Regions from separate parts of the Mus musculus genome. Here all the other regions are linked to region 2. The links are chromatin contacts, called in public HiChIP or PLAC-seq maps. All regions are on one chromosome and are shown on one strand. Each heading gives the region's core, a stretch centred on a gene start, on an enhancer-like site or on the middle of the called end of the contact. The rest is flanking DNA. Distances are from core to core; before and after follow the strand shown. Region 1 holds the start of Acp7 (acid phosphatase 7, tartrate resistant). Region 2 has its middle 16 kb from the start of Fbxo27. Region 3 holds the start of Fbxo17 (F-box protein 17).

The links. HiChIP or PLAC-seq counts read pairs in DNA pulled down with a chosen protein or histone mark.
Region 1: a contact with region 2 is called in an H3K27ac HiChIP or PLAC-seq map of embryonic stem cells, with 17 read pairs. The contact joins the promoter of Acp7 here to the enhancer-like site in region 2. A contact is called at or near these places in 13 of 39 promoter capture datasets (the 3T3-L1 cell line, 3T3-L1-derived adipocytes, HPC-7-derived erythroid cells and 9 more), 7 of 484 Hi-C or Micro-C datasets (B cells, the C2C12 cell line, the G1E-ER4 cell line and 3 more), 4 of 115 datasets of contacts at active chromatin or transcription factors (embryonic stem cells and trophoblast stem cells) and 4 of 9 other capture datasets (adipose tissue, embryonic stem cells, liver and 1 more).
Region 3: an H3K27ac HiChIP or PLAC-seq map of embryonic stem cells shows a contact between it and region 2, with 16 read pairs. The contact joins the promoter of Fbxo17 here to the enhancer-like site in region 2. A contact is called at or near these places in 14 of 39 promoter capture datasets (3T3-L1-derived adipocytes, the HPC-7 cell line, embryonic stem cells and 7 more), 1 of 15 datasets of contacts at CTCF or cohesin (pro-B cells), 31 of 484 Hi-C or Micro-C datasets (the AML12 cell line, the BV-2 cell line, the Ba/F3 cell line and 22 more), 13 of 115 datasets of contacts at active chromatin or transcription factors (CD8 T cells, DN3 thymocytes, the SCID.adh cell line and 7 more) and 3 of 9 other capture datasets (adipose tissue, liver and pancreatic islet).

The regions. Positions count from the first base shown.
Region 1 is chr7:28,628,530-28,632,763 of GRCm38.p6, reverse strand. It overlaps Acp7 (acid phosphatase 7, tartrate resistant), which reads left to right and starts at 1,851. Exons shown (of 13, transcript NM_175319.5): 1 at 1,851-1,920; 2 at 3,054-3,305. The coding sequence starts at 3,185.
Region 2 is chr7:28,674,576-28,678,810 of GRCm38.p6, reverse strand. No RefSeq gene overlaps it. Among named protein-coding and RNA genes, the nearest start is that of Fbxo27, 16 kb to the left of the region's middle. Within about 2 kb of position 1,475, at least 44 of the 459 cell types and tissues checked have an H3K27ac peak or open chromatin away from gene starts, as enhancers often do. A contact at or near this core is called in CD8 T cells, the SCID.adh cell line, Sertoli cells and 6 more, where this site is marked.
Region 3 is chr7:28,715,265-28,719,347 of GRCm38.p6, reverse strand. It overlaps Fbxo17 (F-box protein 17), which reads right to left and starts at 2,558. Exons shown (of 7, transcript NM_015796.2): 1 at 2,310-2,558.

The DNA of each region.
Region 1 (4,234 bases), core at 602-3,101, 46 kb after region 2:
TCCCAGCTGCCTGTGCTGCTGAGGTGCCAGAACTTTCCTAATAAGGCTTTCCTCTGAGGGGGAAAAACCCCCCACAAAGTGGAAAGCAAAGCTTCCAGGTTAACTGTTCTTTTGGATCTGATGCTAGACTTGACGTTTAATGAACTAAGGAGTCAGCATGGCCTGCTGTGCTGGTGACTGCAGTCCCAGCACACAGGAATAGACGGACTGCAGAAAAGGCTGGAGGCTAGCCTGGGATACATAGTAAATTCCAGTCCAGCCTGGACTACATTTCAAGACCTCTCAATTTAACGCCCCCCCCCTCTACTCGGACCCACCAAAATACAAACAAATTCACAGATATACAAATAAATAGATCTAATAAAGAATTTAAAACAAACAAACCAACAAGTCAGGCACTGTGGCACGCGCCTGTAATCCTTGCATTTGATAGGCTGAGTCTAGAAGATCAGGAGTGCTGGGCAGTGGTGGCTCATGCCTTTAATCCCAGCACTTGGGAGGCAGAGACAGGCGAATTTCTGAGTTCGAGGCCAGCCTGGTCTATAGAGTGAGTTCCAGGACAGCCAGGGCTATATAGAGAAACCCTGTCTTGAAAAACAAAACAAAACAAAACAAAACAAAACAAAACAAAACAAAACAAAACAAAACAAAACAAAACAAGATCAGGAGTTCCAGGCTAGCCTCAGCTATGGAGTAAGTGAGTTCCAGTCTAGTCCGGATTACATAAAATCCTGTTTTCAAATAAACAAATGAGAAAGCACATGTGTTTCCGTATGACACACTTGCTTTAAAAATATTTGGCTGTCCATAACTTGGTGGCATAAAAACAGGAGCAGCCAGGAGTCACGTTAGGTTTGCAGTAGGCATCCTTTGCATAAAACCCGGCTAAGATGCTTCCATTCTGGAAGGCCACCAAGAAAAATAACAAGAAGAGGTTTTGATTGTGGCTGCTAGAGTAGCGGTGAGCCAGAGCTGAAATTGATAAAGAGAGTTGTTTGTGGCGTTCTGCTTTAAGATAGGGTCTTGTTAGGGAGCCTAGCTGGCCTCAGGTTCCTGGCCTCCTGGTCCAGCCTCCTACAGATTGGGATTAAGGGGTGTACCACTACGACCAAGTGATTATTTTATCTTTGAGACAGGCTCACACTCGTTACTGTGTAGCCCTGGAACTCATCGCAGAACAGGCTAGCTGGCTTTGAACTCATAAGGACCCTCTGCCTCCGGTGTGCAGGAGATAAAGGGCGTGCAACACTAGCCCCAGATCCGAGTGATTTATCAATTATTATTATTATTATTATTATTATTATTATTATTATTATTATTACATTTTAAGCTGTAATGAAAAGGGGTAGGGAGTTCAAAAATCCTAAAGACCGGGGACTCCCGCCCCGAAGTCAGACTCCACAAGCTCCACCTCCAAAGACCTAGAACTGCTTACAAAGCTAAACTGCAGAGTCATCGCACAGAAAATGCGTGTAAGACAGAAAACCTCTCTTCCCCCAAGAACGTGTCTGCTGTGGATCTGGGAAACCCTAAGCGCACTTTGCTGAAGGCCTCTTCAGCATCTAGACAGCTCAAATTCCACTTGTTCCCACCTTGACAGGGGTGTGGGGGGGGTGGGGGCGGCTCTGGACTTGAACTCGGTTCTTAGGGTAGCACACCGGGGTATGTGCCAGCCATCTCCTCCTTTTTTACAGGTGAGAAAACAGGCTGTAGCGAGATTGAGCAACTGCGCCTAGGGCACCGGGCTCACAAACACCATTGTCACCAGGGCCTTTGGAGTTTGTGTTTTCCAGGATACCCTGCGGGGGTCTGAGGGAGAGTCCCGGCTCTGGGAAGCAGGAAGGAGCTGAGAGGAAGATGCTGAGGGCTCAACGGAGATGGATGGGAATCCCAGGATCGCGGCCTCCCTTGGGACTGAGGGTGGGTTTCTGTCACCAGGGGGTCTCCGCAGCTGGGGCGGTGGGACGCCTGGGGACAGGGCAGCCTTACCTGTCCCGGCGCTAACCTGCTGTCTGGCTCGGAGGTGGCGGCGTCCCATGCTTTTCTGGGTCCCCTCTTTCTGCGCCCCACCCTGAGGGGGGCGTGAGGGTGGGCGTGGGGCGCCAGGGACCGGCCGGACCTGTGGGACACGGGGCTCGGGCTGTCTGGGGAGCCCGTCACCTGAAGCAGCCGGCTCTTCCGGGGCTGGGACACCTGTGGGCGGCGGGAGCCTGTGTCCCTGCAAGCTCATAAATACTGCAGCGCATCGGTGGCCGAGAGGACCGTGAGGGCGGCTGGCGCGCCCCTGAGGGTGAGCCGGCGTCCCCTTCCCGATTGCGCCCCCCACCCCACGTCCCAGCTCTCGACCTTCGGTGGACGGTTCTTTCAGACCCGAGGCACCTGTCCAGGTCCCGAGGGCAGGTGGACCGAACTTCAGAACCTCAGCTGGCCTGGGAGCTGAGGAGAAACCGGGGTTCAGGCAATGCAGGTTCAGGGCTGGAGAGGCAGCTGGGATGAGGATGGAGCCCGGGGAGGAGAGAGATCTGAAGGCAAGATGGGATGTTGGGGAGGGGAATGAGAAGAAGCCGCTCCAGGCAGGTGGAGCTAATGAGAAATCTGGGAGTAGAGTTGGAGTTATCGGGTCCGGAGGAATAAGTGGAAATCTGAGGATGAATTAGAGAGGCTGAGGGTACAGTGGGATGCTAAGAATCTGGAGAATAGGTCGCTAAGAGAAGACAGAGATGTTGGGGATGGCGTTGTCAAAGGCATCCCCGCCCCCCAGCCTCCTAGCCCCCTCCCAGGATCAGGAGCCTGGGCCGGAAGGGTTCAAACTCAGCTGCATCTCATCCTAGCCTTGCCACTGAGTCACTCGGTTGCTCAGTTTCCTATATGTGACTGGGTTGGTGATGTCTGTCGCCACCACCTCATAGGAATGCTGTGAGGCCTCCTGCCATTAATCTATGCAAAGTGCTGAGCAGCGAGGCTCAGAAACCTCATTAATTATTCTCTCACCAGCATCTCCTTCACCACTCCCCTCAGAGACGTTTCAGTCATTCAGTCTTCCTCCCCCACAGACATCCTGACAGACGGACACACGGCTCTGCCTGGCATCGGTCCATTCTCCATCCTCTGTGGGACCCACCAGCGGAATTTGATCACATCCCTGCATTCCACTCGGCTTCCCACCATCCCCTTTCTTCCTACCATGAGCCCCTTTCTTGGAGGCTGGCTCTTCTTCTGCATGCTCCTGCCTTTCTCCCCGGGAGTCCAGGGAGCCCAAGAGTATCCTCATGTTACACCAGAGCAAATCCATCTGTCCTACCTGGGTAAGTGTTCCGGACCCCTCACCTCATTCTGCTGCTCTTTCTTCAGCCTTGAAGTCCACTGTTGGGTGAAGGGCTCAGTTTGAGAAGCCCAGGCTGGTGACTTGTCCTTCCAGCCTCAGTGGTGTGCCTCTGTGAAATGGGATTTCAGCAGGCTGGTGTCCCATTGTGTGGGGAAGGATGATGGTAATCGCCCATCACAAGCTGCTGTGCTCCAGCTCTGAAGGGACTCCCTTGGCTCTCTGCTTTGCTATCTTATCTCAGGGCTTCGAATGTTATCACCCTGACTTCTGAAACCAGTTGTGGAAGAAACCAGTAAATGATGGTGGGGAATGAGAGAAATGGGCCACCTCTTTATCCATCTTTTCTTCTTTCTGGCAGAAAACGGGTCTCTTCCATCTCCTCTGGGTTTTGGAAATAGGTTCATGTAGCCCAGGCTGGCCTCAAATTTGCTTTGTAGCCTAGGCTGACCTTGAGTTCCTGAGCCTCCTGCTTCTACCTCCCAAGTATTTGTTTTATTCTTTTGAGAGTTTCTCACATTTGTAGCCCAGGATAGCCTGAGAGTTTCCCTGTACCTTCAGTCTTAGTCTTTCAGGTGCTAAGTTTGCAGGAGTGAACTACTATGTCTCTTTTTCCTTTTTCTTCTTTCTTCTCCTCTCTGTCTCTCTGTGTCTGTCTGTCTGTCTGTCTGTCTCTCTCTCTCTCTCTCTCTCCTTTTTGAGACTAGGCCTTAGGGATTTAACCCAGGGCCTTGTGCATGTGGAGCAAACACTCCACCAAACTGAACTACCCTCAGGCCATTTTTAAAACATCTGGTCTAGTAAGATAGAGTTTCTATCTGTAGCCCAGGCTAGCCTTGAATTATCAATCCTTCTGTCTCAGCTTTCCAAATTTGGGGATTTCAGGCATAAGCTACCACTTCAGGCCGGAAA
Region 2 (4,235 bases), core at 226-2,725:
CTTTAACCTCTCCAGTTCCACTGAATCAGCCCGTGGTCCAGCAGGTGTGGAGGAATTCCACAATCTGAAACAAACAGAGTATGGCTACATATGCTGGAGGCAGAATGACTGATATATAGCCCAGGCAGGCCAAGGCTGCACAGGAGACTCGGTCTCAAAAGAGACCAAATGAAAACAAGACTGAAAGCAGTTGAGGCAAAATAGTAAAGTTTTATAATATAATTGACAGATATGTGTTGCTGAAATAATATGTCCTCAGTGTTTCTTAGAACGAAAACAGTTTTTAAAGATTTGGGTATGGTTAATTTCAGTGTGTGATGATTTTTTTTTTATTTGCAACTTAAAAAAATAATTCTGTTTCTGGTTAACTGTTGTTGTTAACGGAAGCGGATCAACCCAGGATATGGGTTTTGTACTTAAAAGGTTACCTCGAGAAAGACTTGGGGCCACACTGGGACCCTGAGCACCCATCGCAGTCACCAGACCATTAATAAAGATTTTCTATTGGCTTAAACGCATGCTCAAGCAGTCTTCTCGGATTGGTACTCCACGACAGGTCCTTGGGACCCTGTCCCTCGGTCCTCTTCCTAACAAGTTCTATTATTTTTCTTTTCTTTTCTTTTTTGTTTTTGTTTTTTTGTTTTTTGAGACAGGGTTTCTCTGTATAGCCCTGACTGTCCTGGAACTCACTTTGTAGACCAGGCTGGCCTCGAACTCAGAAATCCGCCTGTCTCTGCCTCCCAAGTGCTGGGATTAAAGGCGTGCGCCACCACTGCCTTTTTCTTAATATAAAGCCGAAAAAGGAGATTTATTCAGTGTGGCCACATTTGGGAGAAGGACAAGTGACCCAGGGAAACTGTTTTGGGGCCCCTGAAGCGAGATTAAAATTTAAACAGAGGCCAGAGATCTGCGCTTTTGAGCAGTCTTCGTCAAGGTGTGGCGCAGCTGGGGCTGACACGGCCTTGCCTGTGCTTCAGGCTCTTCCTGGAAGGGGGTGGAATCTCTCCATGGAGACAAGGCTCCGCTCTGCCTAGGGCTTTTCCCTTCTTGCAGAAGGAGACTCCTGAGGAAATGTTCATTTCTCTGGGATCCAGTGTTTTTTAATGGTCTGACAGACTGAGAGACGCAAGGGTCTCATTAGAATACATTTATTCCTGCCAGAACAGAACAAGTCCCCACTTTTGGGGGTGGGGGTGGGGGTGGGGAGAGGTTCTCGCTGTCTTGGAATTGACTCTGTAGACCAGGCTAGCCTTGAACTTGCAGAGTTCTGCCTGCCTCTGCCTCCTCGGTGCTGGGATTAAAGGCCACATTGGCCAGCTGAATTCCTCACTTTCTATATGCCTATGTTGGGAACAAATGTAAACGGAATACAAGTAGGGATTAAGGGCTGAACCCGCAGTGTCAGGTGGTGAGCAAGCGGTGTTTCCATAACCGCTTGGCCCACCTCCCAGCTCAGCCCCTCCCACTCACCTGGGTTACGGACACTAGTTTAGATCATTTACAAGAGTTACCGCCTTTGTTCTCCGTTTCCTGTTTAAGGAAGTGAAGAATGTAGAAAAGATTGCAGGCTGCAAAAGATTTTAATCTAGAAATTCTCTAGTGGGACCTGTAGAGGTGTGGCTTGCTAGGGGTGTAGCATGGGTGGGGGTTTAAAAATATGTTTTTGTTTGTTTGTTTGTTTGTTTGTTTTTCTTGCCTCAGGACGCCTGCCTTTTTTCCAGGTGCGGATTGTAGGTCTTATAATTTTGGTCGTATGCATGATGAGTCATGTCTAGGCAGGAGCTGATCAGTAGAGGCTCTTCTCTCCTAGTATATACATGGACCTAGAACTGATTCAGGCTGCCTGGGCTCATGCTCTCTAGTACTAGATCTGATTGGTTGCAAATTAGTCACACAAGAGTTGCTGGGGAAGAATTGGGTCGGACTTTGCCAGGAAGGGATTGTGTGAAGGTGTGCACAGGGTGGGGGTGGCGTATCCCCAAGTTGCTAAACTATCTCTGCAATCTGTTGCTAGACTATCTCGGTCTCTGTCAACAGCACCCTTGCTGGCTCCCCTCTGCCGGCCCTAGTGGTAGCGACTAGGAATTAGATCGGCCCTGAGACCAGTCAGTCAGGATGGCACCCTGAGACCTCACCTTGGACTGTTGTAGCTGAGGACATTGACTTCCTAAAAACAATAGAGACAAGGCAACCTACTGTGAGCAGCTTGGCATTCACTTGGTCCCTCTTCCTCTTCCACACTCTTATCTAGATATGTTTTGTCTGTCTGTCTGTCTGTCTGTCTCTGTGAGGGTGTCAGATTCCCCTGGAATTGAAGTTACAGACAGTTGTGGGCTGCCATGTGGATGCTGGGAACTGAACCCGGGTCCTTTGGAAGAGCATCCAATGCTCTTAACCGCTGAGCCATCTCTTCAGCCCCTCACAACCCTTCCTTAAAACACCAAACAAAAAGTCAGAAACAGCAATCCACTTTTGTGATGTTCCCTACTGGACTGCTCGGGTAACCTGAGTTGTTACTGTGAGGCCCCGACTTAAAGTGTTTCTCCAGCCCCTGAACGGTCCCCAAGCTTGTATTCCCTGATCTCTAAAAATACAGCCAGAAAGAAGCTCTTTGTTCTTTATAGCCAGCAAAAAGCCTTTTTGTTTTTATACCTTACAACCAGAGATGCGATAATTGTAAAAAGACCTAGCCAGGCGCTTGCTTAGCTCCCTGTGCCAAGGACACGGAGATAAATTCCACAAAAGAAGAGCTACAACTCACTCCCTACTCCTCATGCCTTGTAATTTTACCAAGGACACCGGCCAGAGAAGAGCCGTAGCCAAACTCTTCCCAACTCCTCCCAATTCCTCACTTTTCCTTTAAAAGCTCCCTATTGTGACCGCTAGGGGTCGAACTCCCCTGCCCTGTGCAGCGCATGGACTTCATCCTCAGCTAGCTGACAATAAAGCCTCTTGCAATTTGCATCAGGTGTGGTTTTCTCTCGAGTATTTGAGCTGCCTGGCAGCTCATCCCGGGACTTGAGCCTAGGTCTTCCCAGTTTCGGGGGTCTTACATTACCTTGCTATGGCTCTCTGGAACTCTGTCTTGGTCCCTCCACCCTCTCACCCCCATATGTCCTACCCCTTATCCCCCATCCTCCCACCGCTGTGCTCCGCCCCAACCCCGCCATTCAATAAACCCGCGTTACTTTTGCACTCGCCTGTTGACTATGTTGATTTACATGTTCCATTTCTAGGACCCATGAGACAAGAACTTGGTGTTAGCCTCGGGCATCAGGAGTTCTGGTGACCCTTAATCTCAGCACCCTTGGACTAATACTAAGCCCTCCTGATCTATTGACCGGACTCCAACGAAGATCACCCAAGTTTGGGTGGCCCGTGCAAGAACTCTTCTGAACCCAGAGTGCCTCATGCAACGGCCTTGCGCTTCCCTCTTGCTCTCTCTGTTTAATTAAAATGGGAACTTAGGTCTGACCCAGGGTGAAGTCCTAGCTTTTAAAGAAAACCCAACAGACCCTAATTCCTTTTTCCAAGGAGTATGGCATCTTGGGCTGTGAAATCCGGTCAGAATCACCCCTGTGGTGTGATTTACATAGATGGGGCGTGGCTCCTCCCTGCCCTTCCCACGGAACCCCCCCGGAGGTTCCACTTTCGCTTTCTTGAAGACATTTTTTTCTTCTGTATTTGTTTTTGTTCGTTTTTTGTTTTTTGTTTTTCCCTCAAAAAAAAGGGATCCTTGTCTAGGATATCGTATCATTTACAACTTATGACACAGATCGCCAGATATTAGAGCTTCCCTAAACTGGGCACCTCACATACATGATGGTTCAAACCTTTTGAGTCAAACTGAGCACTAGCAAATTATTTCTTTTGCGTTCAAAGGGAAAGAGGCCACCGGTAAGGTCTCTACAAGATCTTATGGCCTAGAACTAGAAGGAAATTGGACTTCTCAGTGAGTTTATTCTTGGGAACGTTCTCAGTCCCACAATCAGAGAGAACCAATTCAAATATCTATATCCCTGAAATCTGTCAGCTTCATCTATACCCCTGTCAACCGAGACCCTGCCTCCCCTCCTTAGCCTCCCCTCCCCCGCCTGTCAGCCTGGAGGACCCCGGGCTATACTGATAGGAACAATTTAATAAAGAATCATGTACCTGGTTGCTTTTGCCAGCATGTATATAAGAGCACCACACACATGCAGTGCTCTTGGAGGCTAGAAGAGGGCATCAGATCT
Region 3 (4,083 bases), core at 1,309-3,808, 39 kb before region 2:
TGCTTTCCTGCCGCAAGGTTTCTCTGTGTAGCCCTGGCTGTCCTGGAATTTACTCTGTAGACAAGGCTGCCTCTGCTGACATTAAAGGCATACACTACCATGCCGGGCTAATTTCAGCACTTAGGAGGCGAAGGCAGGAGGATTTCAGTATATCTGAGGCCACTGTAAGGATACATAGTAAGGTGTATGGGATAACTTTTTTTTTTTTTTTTTTTGAAACTGTATCTCCAAAAAAAAAAAAAAAAAGCAAAACCCATAACACATAAAGAAGATTTTCTAATTAGCTACCCAGAAAGTACAAAGCAGAATAAGGTAAAAACTATATACCAATGCTCGAATATTAGCCATGCCTGTATGTCGAGTATGTGTGTTGGTGAGTGCGGCGGCTGGAAGTCCAGCTTAAGCACCCTTCCCATGCTCTCCAGCTGTTTTCTGTTGGAGCGCATGGACCTGGCTAACCTGGATAGTGAGTAAGCTCCAGAGACAACCCCCCCATCCCCTCTTCCTGGGTTTATCTGCGTGCTCATCTTGCTTTGGCTTTTTTTGTGGGTGCTGGGGATCTGAACTCAGGTCCCTGTGTTTGCCAGGTAAATGCTTTATGGATTTGGCCATCTCCCCACGTGTACAAATTACATATTTTGAAAAGTAAACCCATTGCTATTTTAACTGATTGCATAGAAGGTGGGTGCTCCTTTAAGGAACCCTTTGTCTTCATATAAATTCTGTCCCTCTGACTGGTCTATTTGCTGGTATTCTCTTAGGACATTTAGATAATTTGTCTTCGTTAGATTTTCTATAGCTGTGAAAAAAACACCAATAGCACCTTTGGGAGGAAAGGGTTTATTTTAGTGCATAGCCTGTAGTTCATTATCCAGAAATCAGGGCAGGGATCTGGAGGCAGGAGCTGATGCAGAGGCCATGGAGGATGGCTGCTTACTGGTTTGCTTCTCAGGGCTTGCTCAAACTGCTTCCTTATAGAACCCAGGACCACCAGCCCAGGGGCAAAACCACCCAAAAGAAAGGACTGGGCTCTCTCACATCAATCACTAATTAAGAAAATGTACTACTGGCCAAACTGATGGGGGCATCTGTTCAGTTGTGGGACCCTCTTCCCAAGTGATGTTAGCTTGTGTCAATTTGACATAAAACTAGTCAGCACACGGTCATTGTTTAAAATCAGATTTGCGCAGAGGCAGGCTCTGAGTTCGAGGCCAGCCTGGTCTACAGAACGAGTTCCAGGACCGCCAGGGCTACTGGCGAAAAACAGAACAAAACAAAACAAAACAAACCACTAAAATCAGATTTGTGTTATTTATACTTCCAAGACAGGGAGTGGAATAAACTGAAGAAATGAACTCAGAAGAACAAACGTTACACGGAAAGGAATAAACACAGCTGAAATGCATCAATGTAGCTAAGTCAGGAAACAGCCTGAGACCCTGAAGCACGCATTCTGCAAAGGGGCTGCCAGCCAGAGTGATCCAGCCGCGGCCCAGGGCCTACATGTTGGTCTGGGCTGGCTATTTCTTTTCCCCCTTTTCGGTTGGCTATTTGGGACATGGGTAGAGCTGCGAGAGGGGGTGCTGGGAGAACCTTTTCTTCTTTTTTTTTTTTAAATTTGATTTTAAATAAAAAGTAAGATGTTATTGTTGCGCAAGTGTTTGATGTGTATGCGTGTTAGTGTGTGGGTCAGAGGACAACACGTGGGTCTCCATTCTCGCCTTTAACTCTGAGTCTTGAGAATCACCAGGAGGCTTGGCGGCAGGCACTTTTTCCTGCCACCATCGACCCGGTAGACCTAGTTCCATAAAAACAAAGTATGTATGAAACGTGGGAAATGAAGCCCACTACTTTGTATGCTATCTTAAATGTTAGTAAAAAATAGTAGGGTGTGGCTGCGCACGGGTTTAGTCCCAGTACTGAAGAGGAAGAGGCAGGGGGATCTCTGAGTACAAGGCCAGGCTGGGCTACATAGCAAGGCCAGTCAGAGGTACAAAAGAAAAGAAAAAGAAAAACCACACACACACACACACACACACACACACACACACACACGGAATGTAAAGTCTTCTCAGTGGGACTTGTAGCTTTGCAACTTGCACGTGTACAGCTAGCTCAGTGTAAGAGTGCACTGCATAAGGGAAGAGTCTGGGAAACGATGTACAGACTCCTGGAGACTGCGTCCCTGGGGTGGGGTGGGTTGGGGGCGGGGAGGGGCACACAGAGCCAGTGGAGAGACTCCTCCATTCTCCAGACTGCTCCAGCCGCTGGTTTGGACACGACCCTCGAGTCCCATCCCAGGTCCGTACCTGTCCGGGAGCTCACCGGGCGGCCTGCTCTGAGTTGGCGGGGAAGATCCAATCCCTACCCGGCGCTGGAGGCAGTCGAAGAGTAACCCGAGGTCCGGGAAGTCAGCCCCGTGATCTGGGGTCCTAGTGGACCGTCTTCTTCTATGCTCAGGATCCCGGGGCCACCGGGCAACGTTGCAGCCTGAGTGAGCCCGGCCCAGGGCCGCCGAGCTAGGCCGCCTGTCCCTGAAACGTGGCTGCCAATCCCCTGGTGGACACCCCGGGCACCTCCCCTGCCCCCTTCCCTGAGACCCGCCCCGCCCCACTCTTCCGCCCCAGGCAGCTTTTCCTAACACCGTCGTCAGGGTAAATTCTTTGGTCCCTAGCGAAAGGCTCAGCTGTGGCTCTGACCGCAGATTTGAAACCAGAGAATGAAAGCAGAGACAGGATCGGTTCTTGGAAGCAGAATCCGTCTTTAGCAGAACCGTTCAACACGCGGGCTCCGCAGCAATCGCTACTCAGCTGTTCAGCTTAAGCGAACCCTTCCCCTCCAGGAAGATCAGCGACGCCCCCCCCCCATGACTCCTTAAATTTATTTATTTACTTATATATTCACTACCACCACCACCCATCTCCCACCCACTATGTAGCTATCCAGGAACACTATGTAGATCAGGCTGGCCTGAAACTCACAAAGATCCCCCTGCCTCTGCCTCTTGAGTGATAGGCTCCAAGGCAGATAACAGTACTTCTCAGCTATTGTTATTATTTTAGATGTATTATTTATTTTCATTTTGTGTGTGTACTGGGTGGTTTTGTGTGTTAACTTGACACAACTAAGAGTCATCGGGGAGGAAGGGGCCTCCGTTAAGAAAATGTCTCCATGAGATCCAGCTGTAGGGCATTTTCTCAATTAGTGATTGATTGGGGGGGGGGAGCAACCCATTATGAGCGGTGCTGTCCCTGGACTGGTAGTCCTGGGTTGTATAAGAAAGCAGGCTGAGCAAGCCATAAGGAGCAACCTTCCACTGCTTCTGCATCATCTCCTGCCTCCAGGTCCCTGTTCTGTCTGGGTTCCTGTCCTGACTTCTTTCAATAATGAACAGCAATGTGGAAGTATGAGCCAAATAAGCTCTTTCCTCCCCAACTTGTTTTTTGGTAACGGTGTTTCATTGTAGCAATAGAAACCCTAACCAAGACAATGTATATGAGTGTTTGCCTTCCTGTGCCTATGTGAACCACATGCATGCAGTATCCACAGAGGCAGGCAGGGGTGCTGTGAGCCTTGGAGTTACAAATGGCTGTGAGCTATTGCAGAAACCAGACTCAGGTTCTCTGTAAAAAAAACAGTCAACGCTCTTAACCACTGAGCCATCTCTCCAGTCTTTTCCAGGGTCTTTGTCAATCACTTTTCATTATTTATCTATGTACTTATTTATTTTTTTATGTGTTTTTATTGTGTGTAGGTGCAACACATGCATGGGAGTGTCGTTGCATGTGTGTGGGTCAGAGGTCATCTTTCCTTCAGCGGTGGGTTCTGGGGATTGAACTCGGGTGTCGGGCAGGCTCCGTCATATACTGAGCCATCTTGCTAGGCATACACTTTATTTTTCTGGAACAGGGTCTCTCAAACAATCTGGAAGTCCCAGGGATCCTTTTGTCTTTCACTGAGTCAGGGCTGTGGTGACTGATGTGGCCACACTTTGCTTTTTATAAGCGTGTTAGGGAGCCAGACTAAGATACTCATCCCTGTGCAGCAAGCACTTCACCAACTGAGCTACCATCTTAGCCTCTT